Regions from separate parts of the Sus scrofa genome. Here region 2 is linked to region 1. A link is a contact called in public HiChIP or PLAC-seq data. All regions are on one chromosome and are shown on one strand. Each heading gives the region's core, a stretch centred on a gene start, on an enhancer-like site or on the middle of the called end of the contact. The rest is flanking DNA. Distances are from core to core; before and after follow the strand shown. Region 1 holds the start of C4H8orf37 (protein C8orf37 homolog). Region 2 holds the start of PLEKHF2 (pleckstrin homology domain-containing family F member 2).

Region 1 (6,313 bases), core at 839-3,338:
AAACAACCTCCAATTTTCTTCTAATATTTATGTAAACAAAACAAAACACACAGCTAGAAACATTTTCCCTTTTATCTTTTCATGGACCTTCGCGCAAATCTTCTACATGCTAATAGAGCCTTTCAACGACTAGCGTGGTATACCTCAGATTTCATATTTTCTAGAGAAAAATCAAATTATTAATTTAAGCCTGTTAAACTGTATGGCAATCATGTGTTACTCCCTCTGGAACCATATTCCAAGGGCAATTTCAAAACCAAGTGACTTGTTCCTGTCTTTCTGCTGGAGGCCAGTTCTAAGTAGAAACACCAAGCAAGACAAGTTGGCAAAAATCAAAGTAAAACTTAAGCTACTGAGTGGGAAATCAGTGCGATTCTGTGAGCTAAAACAAGTTGCAGGGAGAAAAACCAGGGCAGCCCTGCAAGTAAGGGGTATGTTGCCTTGCTGGAAACATTCAAGGTTGGTATGATGGTAACATTAGTGGTGTGCTGGGTAAGTGTTTGAAAACCAGCTCTAGGAAAAAAAAAAAAAAAAACCATGTTTGTAGCTTCTGCAATTTCCCTGGTGTAAATATATCCAGAAAGGCTGATTTCAAGCTGACATCACTGAATGCCAAGTTAAGAAGAAATTCACAATAGTAAGCCATTATACAGTATTTCAGATACAACAGATATAAATAATCTCAACAGCAGAAAATATAGTAAAATGTAGGAAAATAACTAGACTGTGGTGAATTCTGAGTATTGCTTTTTTTAATATGGTTAATTTAATTGTGGGGTTTATATAGTTTGATTTATTTTTTAATTTAATTTTAGTAATGGTTGCATTTAACAACTGGCTCCCAAAACACCCAAAACTTCAGAGGTGGGCTCTAGTGAGCAGGCACATTCACTCCATCACACCACTTCAGGGACATTAAAGTTATTCTGAACAAACAGCAAACCAAATAAATGAGGCTATTAATTCATTCGGATCAAACTATAGCCAGTTTCCAAGGTTGTCAACCTCTGTATTATCCCACATTAGAAACACTCAAAGTTCAAGTTTCAGTGCGCATAATATTGTAGGAGTAGGATTAACTGACAATATCTTGCATTTGTATCATGAATTACACTTTTCAAAGTACTGCTTTTAAGGCAGGGACAGTCTGGGAGCTCTTTGGCTAAGAGAGAGCGGGAGGGGTGGAGCCAGCAGCCAGGAGCCAGGCAAGGAAACCTGAAGGCTGGGCGTTGGGGGGCACTGAGGTTCCCGGTTCCCTCCTGGAAACGGTTCCATCACTCTGCCGGCAGGTGTACCAGGCTTTTCGCCCTCTGTCCTGTTTTCTGACTCTAACTTTAGCGATTTTACTAGAATTCAGTTTTTTTTCTGATGGGGAATCAAAGGGTTGGAAGGGACACGCTCAAAGAGCCTTTCAAAAAACTACAATTATTAGTCCCAAAACATTCAAACATGCTGTTATCTGACAGAACAGCATTGTTATGTCTTACTCGCGAACCAAACATACCTGTTACTGCAGCAGACACTTGCGTGTAGATTCTACATAGATCACTGCTGAAATTAACACCAGCAGTAGTCGTGGCCGAGTGGTTAAGGCGATGGACTAGAAATCCATTGGGGTCTCCCCGCGCAGGTTCGAATCCTGCCGACTACGGGCAGGTACACTTTTGCTATGAACATGGCCTTCCTTTTGCAGGCTTCTCCACAGACTATTTGAACTATTTATGAACGTTTAGGATAGGAGGGGGACCCCCAATGGGGCCAGAAGAAGAGCAGATGAAAGAGTCAGGGAGTCGTGTGACTGTTGTTACAACCTGAGTCCAGGAGAGGGAGATGGAACAAAACACTCCAGACATCCTGGAACAAAGACAAGCGAGGCAGCGCCAGGTTACGCAGAAAGGAACAGCTCCGACCACCAGCTCCACCAGAAAGCCTGCGCCACGGGGCCTCCGGAACCCAACTAGACCTTCCACGACAGCGCTCTTGCGCTGCGGCCTCGCCGGGACCCGGGCGGCCCTGGGACAGCGCACGCATGCGCGAGGACGGCGAGCGCGCGCAGCGTGTCCTCGCGTTGCCCCTGGAAACCACGCAGTACTATAGCAACTGCAGAGGCGGAGGGCTGTGACAATTCAAGATGGCGAAGGACCTGGACGAGCTCTTGGATGAGGTCGAGTCCAAGTTCTGCGGATCAGACCCCCTGAGACTGGGCATTGTCGAGCGGCCCAGAGGCTGCGGCGGCGGTGTCCTCAGCAACGACCGGAGCCGAGCCGAGGAGAAAGAGACTCTCAGGTTAACGGGCGGGAGGGGTGGGCTGCTCTGGTAAAGCCTGCTCCAGGCCCTAAAGCCACCCCTCCGCCGCCGGACCCTAAGGAACGCACCCCCTCGCCCGAGACTGCCGGCTCCTCTCCCTGTTAGGGACCAGACCCTTGATTGCCCGCTCCCAGGGCCGCACACACTCTAACTTCTTGTCCTCGAGGATCCTGTCATCTCTTCCCAAGGCCCGACTCCGCCCCTGAGCAAACCCCGACACCTGGCCCCGGCCATGCCTCGTCTCTGAGAGCCCAAGGCTTCACCCGGTTTCTGTCACCCAGATAAATCCCAGGGGGTTCCGATGGGGTACAGGTGGTGCAGCCTAGGCGCCCTTTCTTGAGCGCCGAGGGGTCACGGTGACCCGGCCTCCGTTTGCCTGAGCTGTTGTCATCCTCTTTTGAGGCGCCACCTCAAAGGAGAACCTCATCATCTTGCCTCTGACCCTGTACCTCAGGCAAGCAATCATTGGGCTGATTGTTGGGGAAAAAAAAAAATGCTTCCATTCTGTTCCATCATCAGTTGATTTCTTTTAACTCAGAGAATTAGATGAGATTAGATATATGATAAAAGGGTTTAATTATTGGTAATTGGTACTGTCTTTATTAATCCTAACCACCTTCCTTCTACCCACGGCCCCAGCTCAGAGTACCAGAGGATCTGAGGCATCCAAATTGAAATTTGGAGAATTTCCTTAAGTCTTCGGTTTTGATAAAAAAAAAAAAATCTTTCGGATTTGTCAGTCATTTTTCTTTAGTGTAATTATAAAATAATAGGACTGTCTTCTTTATCTCATTTCCCCCTCAACCCCAAAAAACCAAAAGTTTTGCCAGAACAAGTATTGTCCTTCAAAGTGATGGCTTGGGAGCAGTACCTCTTGCTTGAATCTCTTGGAAACACTTGTGGAATTACACAGAGACAGCTTTGGAACAGCCCAAGAAAGTCATTCTTTTTCATTTATGGCTGTATTCCTGGGTTTGGTTTTGTTTTTGTGTGCCTGTGTGTAATTTCCCAGATGTATTACCCAACACCATTGGCTGCACAGTTTACCAGATTTACTTCTCATGACATTTGTTTGTTTATAAAAATTCACCCTCAGAAGATAAAAACATTGGAAAGAGTCTAAAGTTCAGAAACAGAAGTTCTGAAAATTAGTCAAGTACTGGGCAGCACTCTAAAAAATAAATGTAGAACCAGCTAAAAGCTAGACTGCTTTGAATGGGCCCATTTGACTTTGTGTACAAAGATGACTCGTTAATTTGAATATCATTATCTTGAGCGCTAGACATCCTTATGGGCTCATTCCCAGCACATCTGCCATCCTGATCCCGCATTACCTACCAATTTCTTTGTACTTTTTATTCATTGCTTTGGGGAAATGGAGAGACTTTCTCAAACAGCCTTCCGGAGCCTATTCATCGGAGGAGAACTGGCGCAGAGGGGTAGAATATCTTGGAGCAGCCTGCTCAGAATGGGAAGGGTTACTAAAGTGCACATATTCTCCGTTTACATGTTGTTTTATGCCTCTCTGTAGCCTGTTGTTATACTGTGAAAATACATCCATAAAGCTTCTAGCACCCCATCCCACCTTACTACATCAGATTTTTTTCATAATAAATTTATAAAAGCTAGCACACCAGTGCTGTTGTCATGTGTTAAAACTTTTCTTTTGGCAATGGAGTTGTAAAGGTAAGTTTTTGCAAAAAAACAAAAAAGCAACAAAGACACTAAACCTAATAATAAATACAGTTCCTACCTGGCATACAGTGTGAAATATTAAAATTTTCACCTGAACCAAAATTGATACCTGAAACTTAGGAACTGATTTATATTGTGAATTTATTAATAGGAGACACTCTGCCAGTTATACAGAGGTAGAGCCTGTGTCTCTTTTTCTTCTGAGGGTTAAAATACTGAAATTGTCTCTTAAAATGATAGCTCTACAAATAATAAATGGCCATGCCACATCCGGGTACCAGGAACAACTGCTAATATAAATGATCAGAACATTTGCAATTTGGTGAAGAGTTCAAAATGATAAAGGGAACTATGCAATAATTTTTTTTAAAAAGAGGCTAATGTGGGTTGAACTGCAATAAGAATAAAGTGGTTCAAGATCATACGAATGGAAGTATTTACAGATAATATCATAACCTCCTAGATAATAGCTATAATAATAGCCAACATTTATTCAGTCTATATGCTGAGAGCCTTATATGTGTTAATTTCATTTAATCTCTGCCACCCTGTGAGGTGAATCCTATTATCCTTGTATCACTGACCAAACCAAAACTTAGAAAAATAGTTACTTGCTCAAGTTTCTATTTCCAAGTCTACCAGGACATTGTACATCCAGATTTAGGCTTTTATATATACCTTTCACATTCAATTAGGGGTTTCAAGTGTGTATTTTATTTAGAATGCATATTTTATTTTTGAATATCTATATCTTAAATCAAGATTCAATATAAGAAGCAAAGTTAGGTTGGGAACCAATAAATGTTTACTAACCTTTGATTAAGATTTCTGGTATTATAGCATCAAAAGACAAAAAAAAATATTATACTGTCCTTTAAAATTTATGTGCTTCCTCAATGAAATGATGGCATTTTTCCTCCCATTTCTATAGCAAAGCACAGGCAAGCATAGGCATCATGAAATTGCACAATCTAATAGCAGACCAGAATCTTGTGTAAGCTGACAGTTTGGATCCCTAACAGTGCTGAGTAGCTTGGTGAAGTTTGAATGCATCCAATTCTTGAAATTATGGAGTTGCATGAAAGAGGAGAATCTAGAGAGTAACTGAAAACCAGAGGAGAAAATTTCTAGAGGACATTTTAGCAACTTGCTGTCATGAGAGAAATTGAAGGAACGGGTACCCAAGTGTCAGGTGCTGCTGAAAAATTAAAGAGGATTAGAACTGAGACAAGCCAGTGAATGCAGTGATTTGGGCAGTAGTGACTTTGAAGAGAAAAAAAAAAAAAAAAAAGAGTTTCACTATTGTTGAGGGATGTAGAGGCCAGAGATAGACTATTACACCTGAAAGAAGTTATAAATGGTTGTCTAACTCTCCTTTTTACATGTGAAATGTCTGAGGCTCCGTGAGGTTAAATAATTTAAACTAGGTTGCATGTTTTCAACCAGTGATGATTTTACCACTCAAGGGCATTTGGCAGTGTTTGCTGTTTTCTGATTGTCATAACTGGGAAAGGGTATGCTACTGGCATCTAGTGGGTGGAAGTGAGGGATGCCGTAAAACATCCTGCAACACATCAGCCTGCCACCTCTCCCTGCAACACACACACACACACACACCCAAGAATTATCTGGCCCCGATTGTCAGTATTGTCAATGTTGAGAAACCCTCGTCCAGGTCATGCGCTAATGCTAAATCCAATATAGTTGTAAAGAAGTAGAAATAATGAATAATTGACTGGTCGTCAGTAGTAAGCAAGAGTGACAGCCTCTGGAGTGTCTCTTTGAGGAGGAAAGCATACTTTATATAGAGGAGAAAATATTAGGGGTAAAAGTTAGAAAAGGAAGAATTGAAGAGGGGAAACCTGGTCATAGATGGAATTAGACATTCAGTAGCAGGCAGTAGCCTCTGAATGTTCTTACATCAGGTTAATTATCTCACTCGAAGCCATTTTAAAGAAGGGCTATTGTCCTGATGTTAAGAATTTCAGTACAAATATGTTTTTAAAAATAGAGTTAGACTACAGAGCCTGTCTTCTAAAATAATTTAGTGATCCAATGAAGTTATGAAGTTGACGTACAGTATCTATAACATGCAAACTTTAGAGTTCAGCTCGTTTATGTTAGGTGTCTGGACTGCCCTAGATTCAATTCCAAGCCTCCCCTCCCACTATTTGTATGACCTTGGGCACGTTTCTGAGTCTCTAAATCCTTATTTCTTCATCTGTGTAGCAAATATTCAGTAAATGTTAGCTGTTAAATGGAAGTTCCATGCAGTAAACAGTTTGTATTAGTAATCTTGTGATGGCTTTAC
Region 2 (6,711 bases), core at 2,191-4,690, 160 kb after region 1:
CTGAACTAGGTATTTCTAAAGGTTGCTTCCCTTTTAAAATTCTATAATCCACTGCCACTCTGCTCATTTGCTAACTTACTGAATATCCTGTACCAGGTACTTGCACAAACATCTTAGTAAATCCTCACAACACTGTGAAGCAAATACTTCATGTTCATTTTACAAATGAGTCCAGTGAAGCTTAAAGAAGTGAAATGACTTGTTTGAGAGTCACAAGCTAGTAAGAAGCAGAGCTAGGATTCAGGTTTGGGTTTTTTTGTTGTTGTTCTAATCCACCCTACAAGCAATTTGCAACTTGCTTTCTCTAGCACTCACAGCAACTACTTGACCGCCTTCTATTCTCTTCCCAGGACCCCCCAAACTGAGCACACCAGTTTGTGGTTTTATGGATTGATTAAAGGGACAGTTACAGGGGCAGGGGATTAACCTCAAATTCTACAGTAATTTCATTACAGAATTACAGAACTCCTTCACCTGGAGAGGTTTCACAACTTAAAACAGCCCTCTGAGAGTATATCCACAAAGTCCATTTTATTCACTTAAGCCAACATACACCCTGCTATTAGGCATGCAGCTGGTGTACAAAGCTGGTTCTCAAAGATAAACTTACAAATAGAAAAGCAATTTTCACATGTTTTCCATTACGCCAGGCATTCTAAAACAAAATTCTAAGACAAATTCTAACAAAATAATTATTGGTAGAGAAATCAGAGTTGTTCTGTCAAAAAGCTTAAATATATAAGCATGACCTTCAAAATTTGTAGGCATTAATTCTATTTCCATGTAGTATAAACACTAAATACAGAGGCACTTTTATTTTTCTTATTTTTTATTTTTATTTTTTGTCTTTTTCCTTTTCTAGCGCCGTACCTGTGGCATATGGAGGTTCCCAGGCTAGGGGTCAAATCAGAGTTCTAGCCGCCGGCCTACGCCACAGTCAAAGCAACTCGGGATCCGAGCCGCATCTTCGACCTACACCACAGCTCACGGCAATGCCGGATCCTTAACCCACTGAGCAAGGCCAGGGATTGAACCTGCAATCTCATGGTTCCTAGTCAGATTCATTAACCACTGAGCCAAGACAGGAACTCCCAGATGCACTTTTAAATTATGATTATTATCCTTTTGTTGACTCACAGCTGTTGTTTCTTTGCTGCTTATCCTTCTGTCCATATCTACTCTGAAATTTCACAAACATTCAAGTTCTGTACCCCCAGACCAAAATTAATGAGTTGCCAAGGTAAATTCTCAAAAAAAAAAAAAAAAAAAAAAGGTGGTTAGAGAAGATTTAACTCTTCTGCCCCTGAAAGTGCAATTTAACAAGAAATTCATAAAGCGTATTTACAAGAAACACATGTGTATTTATCCATTCAAACCTTTCCTGAGCATGTGCTATGTTCTGGGGATGATGAGGCAACTCAGACCTGACCTAAACCTGCTGTCAAGAAGGTGCCATGACAGATACATTTACTGGGATGCAATGGGATAGATAGGTGAATTATTCTTGGGGAGAAAAAGAGGATGGGGTAAGGAGAACAGGGCAGAAGGAGCTTCTATAGGCTTGAGTGAATAATTTTAGGAGGAATAATTTCAGTACATGAACTCTCATAAACTGAGATTTCCTAAGAAATACTCCAGGAAATAGATATACTGAGAAACTAAATTAAAATCAGAAAGAGCAGCTAACAGACGAAACAAGGTGGAGAGAGACTACTCCACAGGAATGAGTTATATATCCTGCAGTTACGCTGTAAGAAAAATGAGAAGGCTTCAGTCATAAGATCTCACTTAAATACCAGTTTGGCTGTTAGATTTGAAGTTAGTTAAATCACTTTATTTGTAGGTAACTCTTCATACAGAAAAATATATACATATAATGGCAATTACCTAACAGTGGGGAAAAAAAGGTTTTTTTTTTTCTTCTAGAATTAAGGAAATTAGCGATCAAATCTGAGCCGAAGCTATATTTTTACCTAAAGATTGATAAGAGAAATTCTCCAAGATATGTTTAAGGGTTTATCTGATTTGTAGTTAAAAAGTCCTTTCAGTTCATTAACAGAATTTGGAAGCTCAAATGCCTTCATTAAAACTAGTAATTTACATTCACTTACTGGGGTGATTCAAGCTGAATCTTTTTTGATGCCTTGGTCAGTACACCAGTTTTATTTTTTGAGGCGATTACATGTGCTTTCCAAATAAGTAACTTAATACCATTCACCTCCAGTGCTGTGAGGACCCAAAGAGATTAAAAATAGAAGCTTTCCTTAATACCGAATTAACCTGAGGACCCCATGAGCTCGCAAAGGACAGAAAAATCTAAATGCTCAAAACACAGTAGGCAAGCACCTTTAAGGAACCAAAAGGAGGGGGGAAACCTCGCAATGTCAAGATCACTTCACCTTATTCTAAACAGAACACATGCCTTTGAGTCTCTCAATGTTCGTGTCTAAGTCCTTCTTTACTGAATTTGTTCTTCAGTGACGTACTGAAACACAACAAAGAAAGTATTTACCGATTTACAAACTTTGTGAGTCTCTGAATTACAGAGAAGAACTTGGTTATCTGTAACCTTAATACTACCCACGATTTCCAGTGCACACTCACAAGTTACTGCTTCAATGTCCTAAGGGCGCACAAGGATAGTCAAGCAACATGAAGAGGCAGCTCTCGGCCTTTAATAAAAATTTAAAAAATAAAGGAAAAATAAATTGGGCAAAAGACCATACAACTTTTAAAAGATTCCAAGTAAGTAAGACGTTAGAGCCAACGCTTCTATCAGGGTAAATTCTGCGGTGCCATTTTTGGCCGCCAATCACATAAAAATACGCTGTTCAGATTACAACGTCCGCGATGCCCAGACCCTGCAAACTTTTTGGACAGAGAGATGTTGGGGCCCTAAGATGCCATTGGCCACGACTGGGACCCCAGTCCCCGCGCCTCCCAACTTCTCACCCGATCTCAGGGTCCGCTTCGCGTCCGCCCGGCCCCCGCCCCGCGGCCCGGAGGACAGAACGAGCACCGGCACGGCCCCCCGGGCGGCCCCCGAGCCCTCCCGCAGCGGCGGCGGCGTCCTGCGAGCGGGCGCGGCTCCCCCAGGGCGAGGGGAGCGGCCGGGAGCGCCCCGTTTCTCACAGACCCCAACATGGCGTCGGCCGCCGCCGCCCGAGACGACGACACCTCCCCGCGCCGCCGACGGCCGGGGACCGCGGAGGGAAGCGCCCGGAAAGTTTCGCTTCTCCTCTCCCCGCCCGCCGGCGGCCGGTGGACAACCAACTCCGGCTTCACCTACCCGGCCGGGCGCGGACGGCGGCGGCGGCGGCAAAGGTCCGACTCCTCCTCGTCCCGAGCGCCGGGCGCGGACTCTGCTCGATCCTCCGCCCCAGCCTCCCAGAGTGGGCAGCCAACAGCGTTTCGCAGCCGGCGCGATCCAGACGCGGCGGGCTGGCGTCGAAGCCGCTCGCAGGTGACCCTCCCGCCCCTCCAGTCGAACCCCACAACGGCCGCCGGGGACAGCCTCTCCCCTGCGCGCGCACGGGCGCGCCGCCACCCACACGCCAGCCGCGAGCGCGGGCACGAGCACACCCACACCGCTCGCTCCCCGCCCTTTCTTGCCCGTTCCCTCGCCCCGCCCGGGCGGCCCCGCGCGACGAGCTCGAGGGGGCGGAGCCACCACGAAAGCCACACCCACCTGGGTAGCCAGGGCCTGGGGTTGGTTCCTCCGTGCTCAGTGGGAACGCGCGCCTTGGAGCCGATTGGGCGCACGTGGGACGTCTTACCTGGGCTGCCTAGCTGCGGGCAAGTCCTTGGAAAGGATTGTTCATCTGCCCACGAAGTTCTTAGCGAGGCTGGAAGAACGGAAGGAAGGCTGGGCCCCCTCTCCCACACCACCGAACTGGCCTGTAAGGGGAACTCAAGAACTTTCCACTGCCGGGAAATAAAAGCTGGGCGGACTTTTGTTTGCTACTCCCACTTTAGCACAGCGTTCCTGCCTGTCACATCTTCCACTGGCTTTTCCTAAGACCCCACCACTTGAAACAGAGGGAGCTGCGGCTACAACACACATACCCCATACAGTCTTTTAAGTGATGGATGACTTATTCCCTGACTTAGAACTCTGGTCTTTCCAAAACTTTTTCTCTGACGCCACAAACGTCATCCAACTTCACACATCTGAAAACAGTAATGATACCATATAAGGTTAAACCTGCCCTTCTTCATTTATAACGCAGCTAAGCGAGCTGACGGATACGTGGAGAGATGTTTAAGATGACTAAGATGAGGAATGGGGGGAGGAGACAGAATATTCACTTCAAACGGAAAGCGTATAGGCAGAAATTAGACTTGGGTAAATTTTATCTTTCCCGTTGATCTATTATTTCAAGGATATTTTACCTTTGATTATTCTTGAATTAGAACCACCGCACCCAAGCCACATAAAAGAGCACCCACCTAGGGATACATAAGCAGGAACTTTCTTTTGGTCTGGGATCCCCTCCAGGTATTCAGCCTCCCATCCTCACTTTTTCCATATCTCAGAAACAAGCAAGTCTTTTAAATAAAATTAGTAACTAGAAAAAAACTGCAAAACCGATATTTTTTTTTAATAGGAAAACGTAGACTATTACCACCAGAAAAACTTTACATCTGTTAGGTATAGTTGTCTCTGAAGACAAGTGTAAATGTCCCCAGGATTCTCATCTGAACCATCACCCTACCCCAATTTCATTTAGTTCCTTCTTCCTCTACATGCAGAAGACCATCTGTCAGTGGAAAAAAGGATGGACTCCATCATCTCCAAAATCCCTTTCAATTTTGAGATTAGGAATGGCTATGTCTGATTGGTTGGCTAAAGTCTAGTCTAGAACAATAGTCACCAAACATTTTTGTCACTCACTTACCAGTAAAAGTTTGTCCTCTCGTATTTCCCAATATACTTATTTAGCTCACCCTAAAACGTATGGACTTAGAAGCCAAACTACTCAAATTCAGCTTTGCCACCAGCTACCTGTTTCCTTGGGCATATCCAAATTTTGCCTTAGTTTCTTCATTTGTAAAATGAGGGTAATTAAAGTATCTACCCCCTAGTGTTATTACTATTTGTAATGTATAGTGACTTGTGCATGGTAAGGGCTATATGAGTGTTAAATTTAAAATATATATAATTAATTATAAAGTGTATACACACACACGCCTATTATAATATTGATGTAAAACAAATAGATTGCCATTTATTTCTCCAGTAAAAATGGGTTTACTCAGGATCAACCAAGAACTGCAATTCAGGGTATGCTTCCATGTGGATTCCACCTACAAGTCCCTACACTGCAAAGAGAGGAGAACTCTTTTAAAGAGGGAAAGAAGAAGGTGGGAGGGCTATTGTAAACGATGAGTCCATTGGAGATATTATAAATTCCAAGTATAATGGCTTTTCATTGGTTGAGTTGTGACAGTCTCTCATTGGTTGAGCTCTTGCCAAGCAAGAAGAAGGCTTTCTTCTTCCTGCTGGGCAGTGCTATTGTCATAGGGCTGAAGAGCTCCCTCTTCTGACCTCCTGCCTCTGTATTAATTGTGGTTTCTGTTCATTAATTTTTATAATGATATGCCTATCATGATATGCCTAACTATAAAACATACAATATAAAAATCAGAAATAATGATTTAAAACATATATCTCTGTGTGTTTTCTTTCTGTACTCTGCATATTCTGTACCCTCCTTGGGCTGTGTGCACCCCAGTTTGGGGATTATTGACAAATATAGTGGCCACTAGCCATGAGTCATTATTTAAATTAAAATTTTAGTTCCTCAGTCACACCAACCACATCTCAAGTGCTTAAAGGTCACATGACTACTGGACAGTGCAGATTTAAAAGTCACATGACTACTGGACAGTGCAGATATATAAAAGTTCTATTGGACAGCACTGACAAAGCTGAAAAAAAAACAAGGCACTCAGGCAGTAGGATCAGCTCCTGATTCAGACCCACACTGTGGCACCTTGTTCAAATCAAGTGATAAGATCGCTCTCTGAACCTCAGATCTCTGTAAAGTGAAGATGAAAATAGGAACTTCCTCATGGATTGCTGAGCAGAGGAAATGAGATAAGGGGTGTAAAGTCTCTGGCAGAGTGTCTAAAACATAGAGGAACTTGAAAATGTTAGTAAAATTGAATTTGACCAAATGTTTTAATCCTAAAAGGCAAAGTTCTTACAATCATCCTTGACCCGATGGTTAAGTTTTTCAAGGATACCTATTTTGGAAAAGACAAGAGTTTGGTTAACTTTTAGTTGAAAACAGAGCATTCAAAGGAAGACAGCAGGAATTCCCATTGTGGCTCAGTGGTAACAAACACAATTAGTATCCGGGAGGTCACGGGTTCGATCCCTGGCCTCGTTCAGTGGGTTGGGGATCCAGGGTTGCCATGAGCTGTGGTGTAGGTCAGCAGCTGCAGCTCGGTTGGATCCTGTGCTGCTGTGGCTGTGGTGTAGGCCAGCAGCTACAGCTCCAATTCAACTCCGGCTTGGGAACTTCCATATGCCACAGGTGCTGCCCTAAAAACAAAAGAAGATGGCAGATCCTTCCATTTTAATGACTCCTTGATTTCTCTGTTCACCTAACCCTCAGACAGACCCTGGTCTTCTCCCAGTCGTGCCTGTCTCAGGGAAATGGCACTGTCATCCACAAACTTGCTGAGTAATCACTACCTCATCCT

What was found. HiChIP or PLAC-seq counts read pairs in DNA pulled down with a chosen protein or histone mark.
Region 2: a contact with region 1 is called in an H3K27ac HiChIP or PLAC-seq map of alveolar macrophages. The contact joins the promoter of PLEKHF2 here to the promoter of C4H8orf37 in region 1. A contact is called at or near these places in 1 of 5 promoter capture datasets (liver), 3 of 47 Hi-C or Micro-C datasets (heart right ventricle, liver and skeletal muscle) and 2 of 2 datasets of contacts at active chromatin or transcription factors (alveolar macrophages and skeletal muscle).

What each region holds. Positions count from the first base shown.
Region 1 is chr4:41,371,637-41,377,949 of Sscrofa11.1, forward strand. It overlaps C4H8orf37 (protein C8orf37 homolog), which reads left to right and starts at 2,089. Exons shown (of 6, transcript XM_001924281.4): 1 at 2,089-2,286. The coding sequence starts at 2,132. TRNAS-AGA (a tRNA gene) reads left to right here and starts at 1,570; the gene lies at 1,570-1,651.
Region 2 is chr4:41,531,492-41,538,202 of Sscrofa11.1, forward strand. It overlaps PLEKHF2 (pleckstrin homology domain-containing family F member 2), which reads right to left and starts at 3,441. Exons shown (of 2, transcript XM_021089079.1): 1 at 3,290-3,441.